Regions from separate parts of the Mus musculus genome. Here regions 2, 3 and 4 are each linked to region 1. The links are chromatin contacts, called in public promoter capture Hi-C maps. All regions are on one chromosome and are shown on one strand. Each heading gives the region's core, a stretch centred on a gene start, on an enhancer-like site or on the middle of the called end of the contact. The rest is flanking DNA. Distances are from core to core; before and after follow the strand shown.

Region 1 (3,529 bases), core at 621-3,120:
CCACCAAAAAGATTTGTTCTGGGTTTTTCTCTTCTTTGGACTGTAAACTTGTGAGGCGTCTGACTTTGATAGGCAGCCATAACAAATTACTCTAAGCTGGATGGCATAGACAACAGAAATGTATTGCCTTACAGTTCAGGAGTTTGGGAATATAAGGACTATGAATTCCTTTTGCCTATTTTCTGGGGCTTTGACAGGTGACCTTTGTTTTCTCTAGCTGCAGAAACATCATTACAAGGAGTTATTATCTTCACCTGTGGCTTTCAGCAAGCAAGCACTCAAGCTAAGCTGGGCTAGGACCCACTCTCCGAGCCTATTCTTAGCACAGGGCTTCAAAATTAGAACTTATTTTCTTTATTTCAAAAGACCCAGAGATGCAATCAGATGGAACTTAATTTTTAGTGAACATTTACTAAAAATATGGTTGAGACACTGGTTCTAGATCCTTAGGATGTTATTCATTCATTCATTCATTTATCTATCCATCCGTCTGTCTTCAGCTACAATCATAATAGGACATAGTAGGTGCTTAATAAATATTTGTAAATGAATTCATTTCACAGTCATGGAGGGTGTCACTTATTGCCTAAATAAGTTTAAAAATATTTTCCTGACTTCCGCAGCAAGCCTCACATTTCCATCAGTAGAAGATTTTCTTAAAATTACATAACACTGCACTCATAGTGCTGGGTAACATTATGAATTCTGTGCCCATAAACAATCCAGTGCCTCTCCTTCAGCCTTAACAACTACTGATTCACTTTATGCTTCTGCAGATTTGCCTATTTTGAGATACTTCATACAAATGGAACTCTCTAAGGCTGGGGAGATGGCCCAGAGGGAAGATGACTGAAAGAGTAAAGTGGAGAGTGGTGGAGGACTCCCAACATTAACCATACACCCACATGTACCCACAGGCATGTGAACATGATTACCACATGAATGTATAGTATATCACATGTGAATGTAATTATACAATGTGGTTCTTCTTCTCCATGCCTAGTCTCTTTATATTTAGCAAATTGTTTTCCAGGGTCACCCCTGATTTAGTAGGTATCACATTCCCTTCCCTTTTACGGCCTAATACTGTTTCACTGTGCTGATATTCCACATTTTGTTTACTCATTCATCCGTCAATGGGCATTTGTGTTGTTTCCCGATTTGCCTGTTAGGTACCTGGTTGCTATGCTCATTTGCCTAGAAGCATCTGTGAACTTAGCTTTCCAGTTCTTCTGGGTAGGTATGACAGTGATAATTTTGGTTTAAGATCCAGTTCGTTTTCCGGAGCAGATGACCGTTTTATATTCCCACCTGTCACAGAGAGTTTTTCTCTGTCCAACTCCAGTCATTGTAGTGGGTCCAAAGCAGTGTCTCACTGGGGGCTTGGGGTTGCCTTGTCCTCGTGACTCAGGGCACGAAACGTCTTTCCATGTGTCTGTTTGCCTTTCTGAGGAAGGTGAAAGCTCCGTTACACACTAACAGTAGGAAATAAGGGAGTTGAAAGGGATTTGCTCAGCGGCTTTGCCTGGACCTGGGGTGTGTGGATGTCCCTGATACACGCCGGATTCTAGTTTAACCGCAGAAACAGATCTGGTCTGAGCGTCAGGAGATTTGGTTATTGGGGGAATTTTATTATCTGATTTAACAAATTCCATCCCTTCGGCTGATCGTCAGTTTCCCCTTCCCAGGACTTGAGGCAAAACTACTTCAAAGACCCAAGCCTCTCTAGGAAGTGAGAACTCAAGAACTCTATGTCCAAGAGCGCCAGTTCGAAGTTTGCCCCGCCCTCTCGTCCCGGTCTCTCGCGGCGCCGGAAGTGCTAAGTTCTTTTTTTGTCGCTCCGCCCTCGGCCCGGAAACACTTTCTTGGCAAGATGGCGGCTGTGTCGGTGTTTCAGCCACCGGTCGGAGGCTTTTCTTTTGATAATTGTCGCAGGTGTGTTCATGCCCGGGGGCGCGATCGGGACCCGAGTGGGAACTCTGTACGCCGGATCGGAACTGGGCTGCGGCCGGGGTCGGGGGCGTGAGGCGAGCGTGGGGATGGTGCCCGCGGCCGTGTGACTCAGGGAATCGGGCCCCAGCGCGGGCTGCTTCTGAGGCCGGCGCGGCCCTCTCCCCTTGCCAGTGTGTAAGGATTTGGACTTTCCTGTGGCTTTGGAGGGATTGGGTCACCGCCCCGATCTGTAATTCCTCGCCGATGGTGCTAATAATGGGAGAATCCAGTGATCACACTGGGGTGGAAGAAAATTGAGTTCCTTCCTAAGCACCCACTCTTCTCGCCAGTGGTCTTGTCCTCTAACACTTGATTTCTGTGCCTTCCCTTAGGAATGCTGTCTTGGAAGCGGATTTCGCAAAAAAGGGGTTCAAGCTCCCGAAAGCTCGGAAAACTGGCACTACCATCGCGGGGGTGGTGTATAAGGTAAGCCTAGACAGGCCGACCGTAGCGGTAACTGACCTATTAACCGTAGTTAGACCACTTGGACTCAAGCTTCCAGCTAGAACTGTCAGAGTGCATCATGAGAATCGGCTTTTATTAGGGAATGCCTTGATCAAGAGGTTTTACATGTTAAATAGTTTGTATTTACTCATTTTGAAGTTTTACACATGAGGGCAATTTGGCTTTTCCTAAGGTACTCTAGGAAGCAGGATGCTACAATGGGAAAGCACAGAATTTGGGATTAATTGGTTTGTTTAGATGTTTAATGCTTCCATACTGTTTCTAGTGAACTACTTGGGCAGTTTAGTCCCCCCCCCCCCCCCCCCCTTTGAGACAGGGTCTCATTATATAGCCCCGATTGTTGTAGATCAGGCTGCTTTAAACTAGAAATTTACCTGCTTCTGCCTCCACAACGTTGGGAGAGCCACTCTGCCCTCAGCCTTTTTTTTTTTTTTTTACAGAGTTAAATCTCTATCCATCAAATGGAGATAAATCCTGAAATAAACTGTAAAGATAATAAAGGCTAGCGATTAATGTTGTTAGTGGGGTGAAGAGAGTCACATTTCAAAAACTAATAGAGGTGACTGTTTCCTAAATTTTCTCTGTGTATGTGCTTGTACATATGCTATGGGACAAGTGTAGAGGTCAGAGAACAACTTGGTGGAGTCCATTCTGAGCTTCATGTGGCTTCTTACAATGGAATTCAGTTTTCCAGGCTTGCCCGACTAGTGTATTGTACTTGCTGACCTATTTTGTTGGAAATATTTTGTTGGAAAGATTGTGGGTCTTCATTCCACATTTTTTCTTTCCAGTTTAGCTCTGTGATTTAAAAGGAATTTACTGAATCGTTGCGCCTTGATTGAAGATGGAAATGAGTCTTAATCACCTCAAGAATTAGCCATTGACATTTATTAAGGATGTACTAATAATGTAGGACAATAGTTTTGGTAGGAATTTTGACTGGGGATATGGAATTCTGGGAGCAGAGAATGGCCAACATTGTTTTTCTTAAATACTATCTTATGTATATAAATTGTTGAAAACCTTTTTTCTCTAAAAAATAGGATGGCATAGTTCTTGGAGCAGACACGAG
Region 2 (3,709 bases), core at 1,159-3,658, 1.1 Mb after region 1:
CCACCTGTCACAGTACAGTTTTGCTATCTGCAATGCTATGTTAAACCTGCCTCACCAACAGCATAATGAACTCTGCTTCCATATCTCACTAAAAACAAGGTTCATCTGTGACCTGTTCCATCCTTATACATCTGTCCTGGTACTTGCTTACTCTCCATATTTTCTGCATGTGTCTCTTCCCCCACCCCATGACCCCCCAGCCTCCAGTCATGTTACAAGTGAAGAACATTTAGTGCTCTGAGCCTTCTAGGGAATATTCAGCAATACCTGAAGATATTTTGGGTTGTATGCTTTTGGCATCCAGTAGGTAGAGACCAAGTAAGTTGCTGAATACTGCCACACAGGACACCAAAACTGCCAACAGTGTTGAAATTGAGAAGTTTTGCATTATAGATGACCCACTCACTAGCAAATGTATATCCCACACATCTGCAGCTCTTCTGTCCAAGGCTATCTAGGACCAAAACAGTGAAAGCTAAATTTATCTTCCTACTGCTTATGTAGAATTGAGTTTCGAGACTCCTTTTCCCATCTTTCTGTTCTATTACCTCCGTTCATACTCTTCTTTCTCTTTCCATTTCCCTCCATAAAGGATCAGCAGAGAACTACCCAAATACAAACTACCTTTAATCTCTGCAGCAGTTTGTTCCCCACATCTTCCAGGTCATTTGCATGGGCCTCCACCTGACTTAGACTACTTTTTCCAATCCTTCCTTAACATTTTCCTCTTGCTTCTACCCAAGAAATCCAGTCACTGCAGAGTTTATCACTACCTTCTTGTCTTGCTTATAAAACTGTACCTCCAGTGGTCCAGTGTATCCCATACACTTATAAGGTATATTCCCAATTATAAATTTTAGTATCTTGAGTTGTTTTAGGCTCACACACTAAGATTGACTGGCATATGGATCCCTTTCTTAGATGGTGGTGTATAGCTTCAAGATGGAGATTTCTCCCTAACATGGGAGCCTTGAACAGCTAGCCAGCCAGCAAATGTAGACCCAAGAAGCATGTCTTTCACCCTGTGAACTGTGCTTTGGAGCCATTTCCTGGCCTTTCCAAGAGTACTTACCACAGCTTAGGCCTAAGGATCAGCAACTATGTAGAAGTCAGGCAGGGACTACTTGACCAGGCCCAGATTCTGGCTTGTGGCAAGTGGAGGGTTACAAAGCAATAGTTGAGATTCAGAGAAGGGAGGTGTAGTAAAAAGTGTAAAGGACCTAGGGTGTTGAGATGTTGAGATGACCAGCTAGGGAGAGAAAGGAACCTCAGTGAAGATATACCCACCCTTGTTACTGCTTTTCCTGTGTCTGAGCAAACACTTGCTCTTTTCAGTTGCTTCCCTTCTTAAACTACCAGCTACTTGCTGTTCTTTCTCCGATCTTCAACTGGTGAGACCATTTTTTTTTTTTTTGTTTGTTTTTTTTTGTTTTATCGAGACAGGGTTTCTCTGTGTAGCCCTGAAAGTCCTGGAACTTACTTTGTAGACCAGGCTGGCCTCAAACTCAGAAATCCGCCTGCCTCTGCCTCCCAAGTGCTGGGATTAAAGGCGAGCATCATCACGCCCGGCCCAAGACTTAATTTTAAGCACTGTGACCCACAGCACTACACTTCTCAGTAAGGGCCATGGGCAGGCATCTCTTGCATAACACAACCTTTACTTAATATGTTCTTCCCATATGCACTTCTGGGGAATGGGTGGGAAAGGAATATGCAAACATAAAACTACTTTTGTATGAAGCAATGCTGTTTGTACCAAAATATTTAATGAATATGCTGTTAAAACAAACAAAAGAAATAGTAATACAGTTTTACTGATTTATATTTCAGTTCATGGAGTTGACACACAAACTACCCTAGCACACAATGTCCACACACCTAGTTTAAGATGGGCTTATACTGTTTGGGTTAACTGAACGAGACAGACACAGGAAGTGGTGTAGGGGATGGTCTGGGGAAGAGCAGGCCACTTATTATCTCCCCACTGTAGATGACCTCATCAAGCATTAGAAAAGCCAACAGGGAAAGAAAAAATAACTAGTGTCCTTATATACAAACCCAAGCTACCTGCACACAGAGCAGAGAGGATGAGCCACTTGTGACACCACTTGTCAGCATATAAATTAAGAGTCAAAAGGTTTTGTTTTTAATTAAAAAAAAGGTGCTAAAACTGCCATTTCATAGCTTTAAAGTGAGAATCCACAGCCCATCACCTGACCAGTGAGATGTACACCTGGCCCCCCTGGAGGCTTCAGAGGCCTGACAGAGATCCAGCCAGGAAAGTAGGACTTTACAGTGTGTAGGGACTTTCATGTATTCAGTCTTGCTCTCTTGAACGACCTGCTATGCACACATTAGAGGTCATGGAGCTCTTGCCAGCTCCTACATTGGCAGGAAGAACAAAGCCCAATAAACCTCAAGTGAAAGGAAGTGCCCCATGACCACAGACGGCAGTGGTAGATTAGCAGGTTGTCTGGGACTTAAACACTGTCAGTTCAGGGTACTGGGAAATGTATCTATATATATATCTATATATATATATATATTTATACACACACACATATATATACACACACATATATATGTACACTTTAAACAAAATAAGAGCTGTCCGTGTCATGATTGATTCAGTCTCACAGTCATGTGGCCCATTCCAGCCTTTAGAAGTAGTTTGGCAGCTAATGTTTTGTTTTGTTTAAAAAAAAAAAAAAGACACGACTATGAGAGTTGCATAGAATTGCTCAGCAATATGAATAATTCCAAATCAAAACCTATGCACTATATTAGTTTAAAAAAAAATTAGGTGACTTGAACTGTGACTATGAGACCCTTCTACTCAAAGTGCTTCTCATCTCCTAGGGGCTTTTGCTGGCACTGATAGATAAGAATTACTCAAATTTCTGAACCCCTGCTCCCCAACTCAAAGGATAGAGTGTGTGCATGTGTGTATATGTGTACACATACACACACACACACACAATTTTTTTAAAGGGTTTAGAAAAAGAAAACCCAATACATTGGGGTATTCCCCAAGTCTGGCTGTGTGAAGTGTTCCTTCCTATACAGAAAAGAGGCCTGAATGGCACTAGGAGGAAGGACTCTGGTGCATACCCAAAGCATCAGTTGGGTTGGCAGCCTGCTGCAGGAGCCCTAGCCCACTGACCTAACAATATACTATACAGCTCTGACCTAGGTTCATTCTGGTCCTGCAACATATCACAGAATCACACATCTGGCCAAAGAAGGCAACAAAAGGTGGTGTGTTTTCTGGAGGTGTCTGGAGGCAGCAGCTGTTCTCAACATGTCTCTTTCCCTTGAACACCAGTTGCTGTCTTTATGGAGCTCAGTGTTCGGTTAAACCAGGTCTTCTTGGCTGCCTGCACCTCACTGAGGGCAAGGCCCAAGTGGTGTTCCAAGTCCTGTAGAAATAACAGCGAAGTGTGAGAATTTTTGGAATCTTATCTGCTCTTCTGAGGCAGGCATACAATGCCTAAGGATTTGGGAACTCTCTAATCTGAAATTACAGCCTCTCAAATCACTGTCTTGGCATACCACCATTCAGTTAAAATTCCTGTAAGTCCACGTCACTTAGTATGGCACCTGTTTTCATCCCTTTACTGAGGCTCCTTAGCTGGTAGGCCTCTCGTCCCATTGGTTGTGGTCTGAGACCAACCAGAATGCTGATCTTGATTTTCTGCAGTTGCTCTCT
Region 3 (3,621 bases), core at 872-3,371, 1.1 Mb after region 1:
TGAATCTGAGAACTGTAGTCACTTCCATGACATTTCAAAAACTGGATCAAGAGTGATTCTTTTTATGATCCTGATTCTTCTAATTTTAAATCTCATTTAGGAAGCAACTTCTGCAAACTATGAAGGTTATCTGGATAGTCTGTAGCTGCTCTTACTTCTCTAGTGAACTGGAAGCAGAGATGGAGAGAAAAAAAACTGAACCAAAGCCATCCTTTCTCCTTGAAAATAGAGCGACTGAATATATGAGCCCCCCTCAGATATGAGATCCATTAGGGGGTCCTTTGCACCTAACTGTGTAAGGGTCCTTGGCTGTGGTGTGACTTGCACAAGAAGTACACAGAGACCCTGAAAGGCCCTTTAGTCCTCGCTGGAAAACACTGTTGGAGAGACTGTAAATGATACAGTTGCAGAAACTGTTACTAATAGCAAGCCAGGTAGTCAGGAAGGATGCAAGGCGGCTGCTGCAGCCAGTAGAACTCTCCAGCAAGAAGTAGATGATGTATGGCAACCAGAGGACATAAAACACACTGGTGATTCTGAATAGGACCATGGCATAGCGCTTATCTGGACAGGTCTGGGGTTCCCCAGTCTCCCCATTCTGGCTGCTGAATCGGGCTTGCCTTTCGCTGATTTCTTTTGTGTGCTGCTGGCAGATGCGGAAGATGTTGAAATACGTGAAGCAGACAATGAGGGCAGCTGGGGCGTACAGCATCATCACGATGAACAATGTGAAGTAGGAGTTGGTGTGCCAGGACTCTGCACACCACTGAAATACATCTCCATGATATCCGGGTTTACCCCAGTGGAAGAAGGAAGGCAGGAAGACCAGGGTGGAATACAGCCAAATCAGAAAAATACAGAGGCGTAGTCTCCAGGGAGTAACCAGGGTATTATAGGTTAAAGGCTTAGTGATGGCAATATATCTATCAATGCTGATACAGGCCAGAGAAGCCATAGAGATACTCTTCAGAACTGACACTACAAAACCAAATACTTGGCAAGTCATGGCCTCCTCAATCGGAAGAGGGTAGTAGAGGAGTGATAAGGAAGGGACCAGGCAGCTTACCCCAACCAAGAGGTCAGCATATGCCATTGTCTGAATAAAATAACTTGTAGAATGATGGTTCAACAGAGGTGCACAGTGAAACACAAAAATCACAATGATGTTGCCAGAAATAATCAATACAGTTAGAAAGACAATAATCAGCACTTCCAAAAGACAGAACCTGACAGTTTCCAAGTAGCCCAGTGCCAGAAGACAGAAAGGATGGCTGCTCTGATTACCATCCCAGGTGGAGTTCATCTCGTGCTCAGGAACTGGCTCTCACTTCATGCTGCCACCTGGCTGCTGTCTCAGTTCTCAGGAGCAGCTACTGTCACTGCAGTCAGCTTTGCATGCCTGTGACAAAGCCAGGGAGCCCTAGTCATCACGTTCCTGAGGTTGCTGCTGTGGTGGGTATACTGCCTGCTGTACAATTTCCCTTTAAATTCTTCCTGGAATAGGGAAAGCCAACAGCAGTTGTCTGGCCAGTCCCAGACGCAGCCATACTGCCAGTTTCACCAAACACATAGCAAGGGAGTAAGGCAAACTGGGGACAGTGTCTTCAGGCCAAGTGTGGGTGGGGGAGGGGCAGAGGGAGGAAGATTAGTAGCTTCAGCAGGAGTTGTAATGAGTCTCCTCTGAACAGCTGATAGAAGAAAAGGAGAGAGCATTTTACATTTTGCATTCCACATCCTAGACAAAGAACCTAGCTAGCTCTGACTGCCAGCACCCCTCCCACTTCACCCTAAGCAGCCTCCTCCATAAACGGCCCTTACTTTGGAGGAACAGCAATACCATGCTTCCAAGATCAACATAAAGAAATTATAAACCCTCATTTTCTTTTATTTTACGTGTTGTAGGAGAATCTCCTTATGGTAATCCTGAAGACATTATCATTGATAAAAATTAACCAAGATTATTTTCTCCATTAAATCCAATGTACTATTATATCTCTGCAAACACCTTAATACAATTTATCTGCTTAGCTCAATTTCAGAGTGTTACCTGTGATTCTGCATGCTGAAATCCAAACAAAAGCCACAATACATCCTTAACCGAAAGCCTTGCAATGCAGGAATGTTCGTAAAGCCAGCCTACTGCAGAACTAAGGCACAGAGGGAGGGGCTAAAGGAGTAGGAGGAGAAGCAGAGAGAGGGGCTTGGGAAAAGGAAGAAAGGGGGTGGGGCAGGGCAGGGCAGGGCAGGGCAACTTGTGTGCTAGGGCACACACACACTCTAGCGTGCTGGACAACTCATTACCATTTATTCCCATAGAGGAATTCCCGACGGCACAGTAGGCGCTGGCTTGGTGCGCCCACAGGATGTATCTGAAAGCTGTTTCCTTGTCGGTCGGCAATCTTCCTCATAGGTAAATGAGCAGAATTCAGATTGCCAGTAAGAAACATGGGCAGAGGTGGGGATGGAGAGAGGGAGGAGTTGGGATTTGGGCTGAAGTACAGTACCAGAGGAGAGAGGGGGGAAAGTCCTATTTTTTTGTGTCCCTAAGAACAAAGGACAGTGTCACAGGAAGGAAGCATGGTAACAGTACATGGCACCCGAGGAAGTCTAATTCAGCTGCACAAGACGTTACAGCTGAGAGACAATATTCAGCCTCAATTTTCCTTTATCATTTATTAGATATTGGCTAATATTTGGAAATGGTGCTATTTGTTCTCTCCTTCTTCCTCAGTTTAGTTAGGTACTCCACTTGAGTGGAGTGACAGTACACAGATATTTAGGTACCAAGTCTTTGAATCTTACAGTTCAATCTTGTTTCTACTTATCTAAAACAATGCAAATTGAAATAACACACTACTTTTTTGGATAATGTCATAAAGGGTGCTTTCCGTTTTCATAAACTGGGTGCTGTGGGAATGGTATAATTTTGCCTGAATAAAGCCTCACATCATCAGTAAAGGAAAACAAATGCTGCAACTGTAGTAATCCTAGGAGATCTGTACACTTGAACAAAGAACCATGTGATCCAACTTGTATTTTTATTTATTTTTATCCATGCTTTCTTACTGTGGGCAAAGGATGCTTACAATCACAGCTCAGTGAAGTGTGAACACTTTAATTCAGGAAAGTAAGGACCCCCGAGACATGTTCAAGGAGACAAATAACATAATGTGACAGGCCTCAGTAGAGAAGAGCAGCACAGAAGGGACAGCCTCCTGCCTCAGAGATTTTTGTATTTAAGTCACTGTCACTCACAGATAACTTGAGGTACTCCTGTTCCTACTCTCCCAGTCCCTAGCACATGTATGCTGAGGGTTCTACCCCTGAGAACCTCTTACACAATATATCCATCAGTCTCTTGATCTGCAATTTTATAATCCAGTATATCAGCACAGCTGTAGTCTGAAAACACTGGATGAAAAAAAACCCTACAGTTTGAGACAGCCAACATTCACATAATATCGCAACACATACTGTTATAGCTATTTTATGGTTATCTATTACTTTTAACCTCTCCCTATGACTACTTTGTAAATTATACTTTATTTAAGGTAAGGAATAGATAAAATAATGACAGGTCTGGCACCATCTAATGCTTTAATCACCTACTGAAGGTCTTAA
Region 4 (3,645 bases), core at 323-2,822, 1.3 Mb after region 1:
ATGGATTAAGCCTTGCTAATTTGAGCTGTGTAAAAACTTTCTGAATGCTGGGCGTGGTGGCGCACGCCTTTAATCCCAGCACCTGGGAGGCAGAGGCAGGCGGATTTCTGAGTTCGAGGCCAGCCTGGTCTACAGAGTGAGTTCCAGGACAGCCAGGGCTACACAGAGAAACCCTGTCTCAAAAAAAAAAAAAAAAAAAAAAAAAACTTTCTGGAACAAATTTTACATTTGGAATAGTGACTAAAACACATTCAGTGATCGTTACAAAGAACATAGAGTCATTATTGCTTTGGCTCCTTTATGTCTCACTTTAACTACAGTAAATATAATTCTTTTTAAAGGGACAGATTCATTGTTACTGATTTATCTGGTCATAGAAAGCATTCTAGTACCGGAGACCTTTTGAGCATTGAACTTCAGCAGGTAGGCTCTATATATTTAGCTTTGATTTTTAAAACGTAAAATAATAATTGAAAGCTAAGCTTATGTTTTCTTCTCTCTTCATGGAGGCCAAGAGTAACTCATTACTTCTTCAGAGGGAAGCTAATGCTCTGGCCATGCAACAAAAGTGGAATTCCCTGGATGAAGGCCGTCACCTTACTTTAAATCTTCTAAGCAAGGAAATTGAACTAAGAAATGGAGAGGTAAGGGAACCGAACCTCTCAGCAATACACTCTCAGACTTCTGAACTAAATCTTTAACTGTACCATTAGGCTTCTTATTTTTATTTAAAAGAGATTCTGCAGGTATAAAATTAATATAATTTTTTTTTAATTTATAGAATGACTACACAGAAGACACTGTAGATACAAAGCCTGATAGGGATATTGAGTTAGAGCTTTCAGCCCTTGATACTGATGAACCTGATGGCCAGAGTGAACAAATTGAAGTAAGTTCCTCAATTGGATAAGTAGTGGCTTTGTTTTGTTGCAAATTAAAATACATAAAATACTGTCATATTGAAGGATTAACATTTTATTTTCTCAGGAAATTTTGGACATACAACTTGGTATCAGTTCTCAAAATGACCAGTTGCTCAATGGAACAGCAGTGGAAAATGGTCATCCAGCCCAGCAGCACCAGAAGGACCCAGGAAAGCCGAAGAGACAGAGTTTAGGTGAAGACCATGTGATTCTGTGAGTGTTAGACAGACCCTTCATAATCAGAGGGTAGAGGCGATCAATACTTAGCGCTAGATGTGCTGGTAGATTCTTGGTTTTTTGTTTTTTTTTTGTTTTTTTTTTTTTTTGCCTTTTTCTATTTATGGGGAAACCTTGTATAATAAAGTAATGATTTGGTCAGTCTGTGTTTTTAGAGGAATTTGAACTAGTAAAGCAGTTTATTTTAAAACCAAAACTCAATTTGGGAATGAAAGTTCTCTTATCTCTAACATCAGGTTATAGTTCTTCAATTTGACCAAACTTGAAGATCATAGGATGGAAAAATAAATCCTAGATTATTTCAGTATTTGGGAAGCACAGGCAGAATCTGCTATTTATATGCTCTAAGTTGTCATGGACTCCAGAGGAAGACAAACCACAAAGTCTAAAAAGCAAACCACAAGGGGCTGGAGAGGTGACTCAGCAGTTAAGCGCACTTGTTTTTTGTAGAAGACTCAGGTTTGTTCCTGAGCCTAAGCATTCACATGGTGGCTTATGACCATCCATAACTCTTGTTTCAAGTGATTCAACCCCCCTCTTGCAACCTCCAAGGGCATTGTACACATGTGGTGCACATACATACATGAAAGCAAAATACTGTATACATAAATTTTATTTTAAAAAACCTTAAAAACTAAAGCAAACAAAAACCTGTGCTGAATGTTTCTTGTTTTAAAAAATCTTGTTATGATGTTCTTGGCTATTATATTGCTATTTTGTATAATTTTTGCCAAATATTTGGTCCTGGTCTTAAAATACTGATTAGATGACACAAATTATCAAGTTTAATTTTTAAATTTTGAAAATATGACCTTTTTAGTGACTTGTAATACTTTAAAAATTATTTAATTTTTATTTATTAGCTTTTATGTGTATGGGTGTTTTGACTGCATATATGTCTATGTGTGTGCAAGCTTTGTGCCCAAAGAGGCCCGGAAGGACATTGCTTCCTCTGAGATTGGAGTTACAGACTGCTGTGTGGTTTTGGCTGTTGAACCCCCAGGTCCTCTGGAGTAGCAGTTGTGCTTTAACTTCTGAGCCTTCTCTTTAGCCCCTACTTAATACATTTTTTAATAAAGAAGATAGGCTTTTCTGTGGGCTTAGAGTTTGAAGTAGCTTTCAGAGAGCAAATGTGATAACTCTTAAATTGTACATAAGTTAATTTGCTTTCACTGTCATTTTCTCTCAGGGAGGAGCAAAAACCAATTCTGCCGGTAACATCTTGCTTTAGCCAGCCACGTCCAATGTCTATTAGCAGTGCAAGCTGCCTCCCCATCACCACATCTGTCAGTGTTGGCAACCTCATTCTGAAAACTCACGTTATGTCTGAAGATAAAAACGACTTTTTAAAACCTATTGCAAATGGGAAGATGGTTAACAGCTGAAAGGAGGCTCAGCTTTCAAATCTGTGACCACACCATGGAAGCATTTACACTAGCTTTTTATATATATAATATATATTATATAATGTATATTTTTTTTAAAAAAAAAGATATTACTGGGGGCATCCATTTCCTGTGGACTCTTTGATACTTCAAGCCCTCTTGCATTAGCATTATGAAAAAAAAGAAAATTTACTTTACTAGGGTAATGTTCACTTTCCAGAAATTATTGGAATTTGGACAACATTTAACTTAAGCTTCAAGCAGCTTTTTATGAGTTTGTAGCAATCCGGTGCAGTAACTGAGCCATTTCCTATTTTAAATGGCTTCTACAGTAAATTAACAACTCAGTTATTAAACTAGCAGGATCCTACAATGATACATCTAGTGAAAGTAGAGTTAATTAACTTATTTCTATTTTATGTTTCACTGAGAGAAATTTCCATCTCATTCCAGCTGCTTTATTTATCTTTTTCATTGGACTTTGCATGGATTTTTCTTTCTTTCTTTTTTTGTTTTGTTTTGTTTTGTTTTTCCTTTTCTTTTCTGTCTTTTTTTTTTTTTTTTGAGAGTGGAGTTAGATGTTCTTACCATAGAGTTTTACAGGGTTATAATAGCTTTCTTTACTGCATTATATGTAGAAGTGTAGTGCAGTGCTTTTATCTGTAGCATTTAATTTTTTAATTTTCCATTTTTCAAGAATAGTTTCTGCTTTGTTAATATTTATACACAGGCTACTTGTTGAAGTAATTAATTAAAAATATAACCAAGTGCCTAAGTCTTTCAGCTGATGTACTAGATATTAAATTCTCCTAAGTTATGCAGAATCGTTTTTACAATTTTGATAAATTATGCACTAATGTAATGGCAATTTTTTAAAATGCAGATTTAAGCCTGTACATTATTGAATCTGATGACTTGGCAAAAGAATCAGGTGCTTTCAGCTTTCTTGAGAAAACCCTGTATGTAGCGTTTGCACTGACTAACAAGATGGTATTGCTGGGTCTTTAATTTAAAGAAATTAATTTGGGTGTTCATTGCATTATTTAGTTAGATATTGTTTATTGTTACTTCATGTTGGGTTTAATTTTCTTGTTTTCTGA

What was found. Promoter capture Hi-C pulls out the DNA fragments that hold promoters and counts their contacts.
Region 2: a contact with region 1 is called in a promoter capture Hi-C map of liver, with 3 times the contacts expected there. The contact joins the enhancer-like site here to the promoter of Psmb7 in region 1. A contact is called at or near these places in 6 of 39 promoter capture datasets (the C10 cell line, cranial neural crest, hippocampal neurons and 2 more) and 1 of 115 datasets of contacts at active chromatin or transcription factors (large pre-B cells).
Region 3: a promoter capture Hi-C map of liver shows a contact between it and region 1, with 7 times the contacts expected there. The contact joins the promoter of Gpr21 here to the promoter of Psmb7 in region 1. A contact is called at or near these places in 4 of 39 promoter capture datasets (the C10 cell line, hippocampal neurons, liver and 1 more) and 1 of 115 datasets of contacts at active chromatin or transcription factors (stem cell-derived neural progenitor cells).
Region 4: a contact with region 1 is called in a promoter capture Hi-C map of the HPC-7 cell line, with 4 times the contacts expected there. The contact joins the enhancer-like site here to the promoter of Psmb7 in region 1. A contact is called at or near these places in 13 of 39 promoter capture datasets (the 3T3-L1 cell line, the C10 cell line, the HPC-7 cell line and 9 more), 6 of 484 Hi-C or Micro-C datasets (B cells, CD4 T cells, CD8 T cells and 1 more), 1 of 115 datasets of contacts at active chromatin or transcription factors (large pre-B cells) and 1 of 9 other capture datasets (adipose tissue).

Annotation. Positions count from the first base shown.
Region 1 is chr2:38,642,247-38,645,775 of GRCm38.p6, reverse strand. Psmb7 (proteasome (prosome, macropain) subunit, beta type 7) reads left to right here and starts at 1,870. Exons shown (of 8, transcript NM_011187.1): 1 at 1,870-1,935; 2 at 2,325-2,418; 3 at 3,501-3,529. The coding sequence starts at 1,874.
Region 2 is chr2:37,564,475-37,568,183 of GRCm38.p6, reverse strand. It overlaps Rabgap1 (RAB GTPase activating protein 1), which reads right to left. Exons shown (of 26, transcript NM_146121.2): 26 at 1,747-3,419. The coding sequence ends at 3,297. Among named protein-coding and RNA genes, the nearest start is that of Gpr21, 50 kb to the right of the region's middle. Within about 2 kb of position 2,408, at least 39 of the 459 cell types and tissues checked have an H3K27ac peak or open chromatin away from gene starts, as enhancers often do. A contact at or near this core is called in liver, where this site is marked.
Region 3 is chr2:37,515,126-37,518,746 of GRCm38.p6, reverse strand. It overlaps Gpr21 (G protein-coupled receptor 21), which reads right to left and starts at 2,121. Exons shown (of 2, transcript NM_177383.4): 1 at 2,048-2,121; 2 at 1-1,688. The coding sequence starts at 1,303. The coding sequence ends at 254. All of the region lies in intron 13 of Rabgap1 (RAB GTPase activating protein 1), which reads right to left.
Region 4 is chr2:37,374,133-37,377,777 of GRCm38.p6, reverse strand. Rc3h2 (ring finger and CCCH-type zinc finger domains 2) reads left to right here. Exons shown (of 22, transcript NM_001100591.1): 18 at 342-423; 19 at 510-644; 20 at 782-889; 21 at 988-1,136; 22 at 2,350-3,645. The coding sequence ends at 2,545. Among named protein-coding and RNA genes, the nearest start is that of Pdcl, 17 kb to the right of the region's middle. Within about 2 kb of position 1,572, at least 35 of the 459 cell types and tissues checked have an H3K27ac peak or open chromatin away from gene starts, as enhancers often do. A contact at or near this core is called in the HPC-7 cell line and pre-B cells, where this site is marked.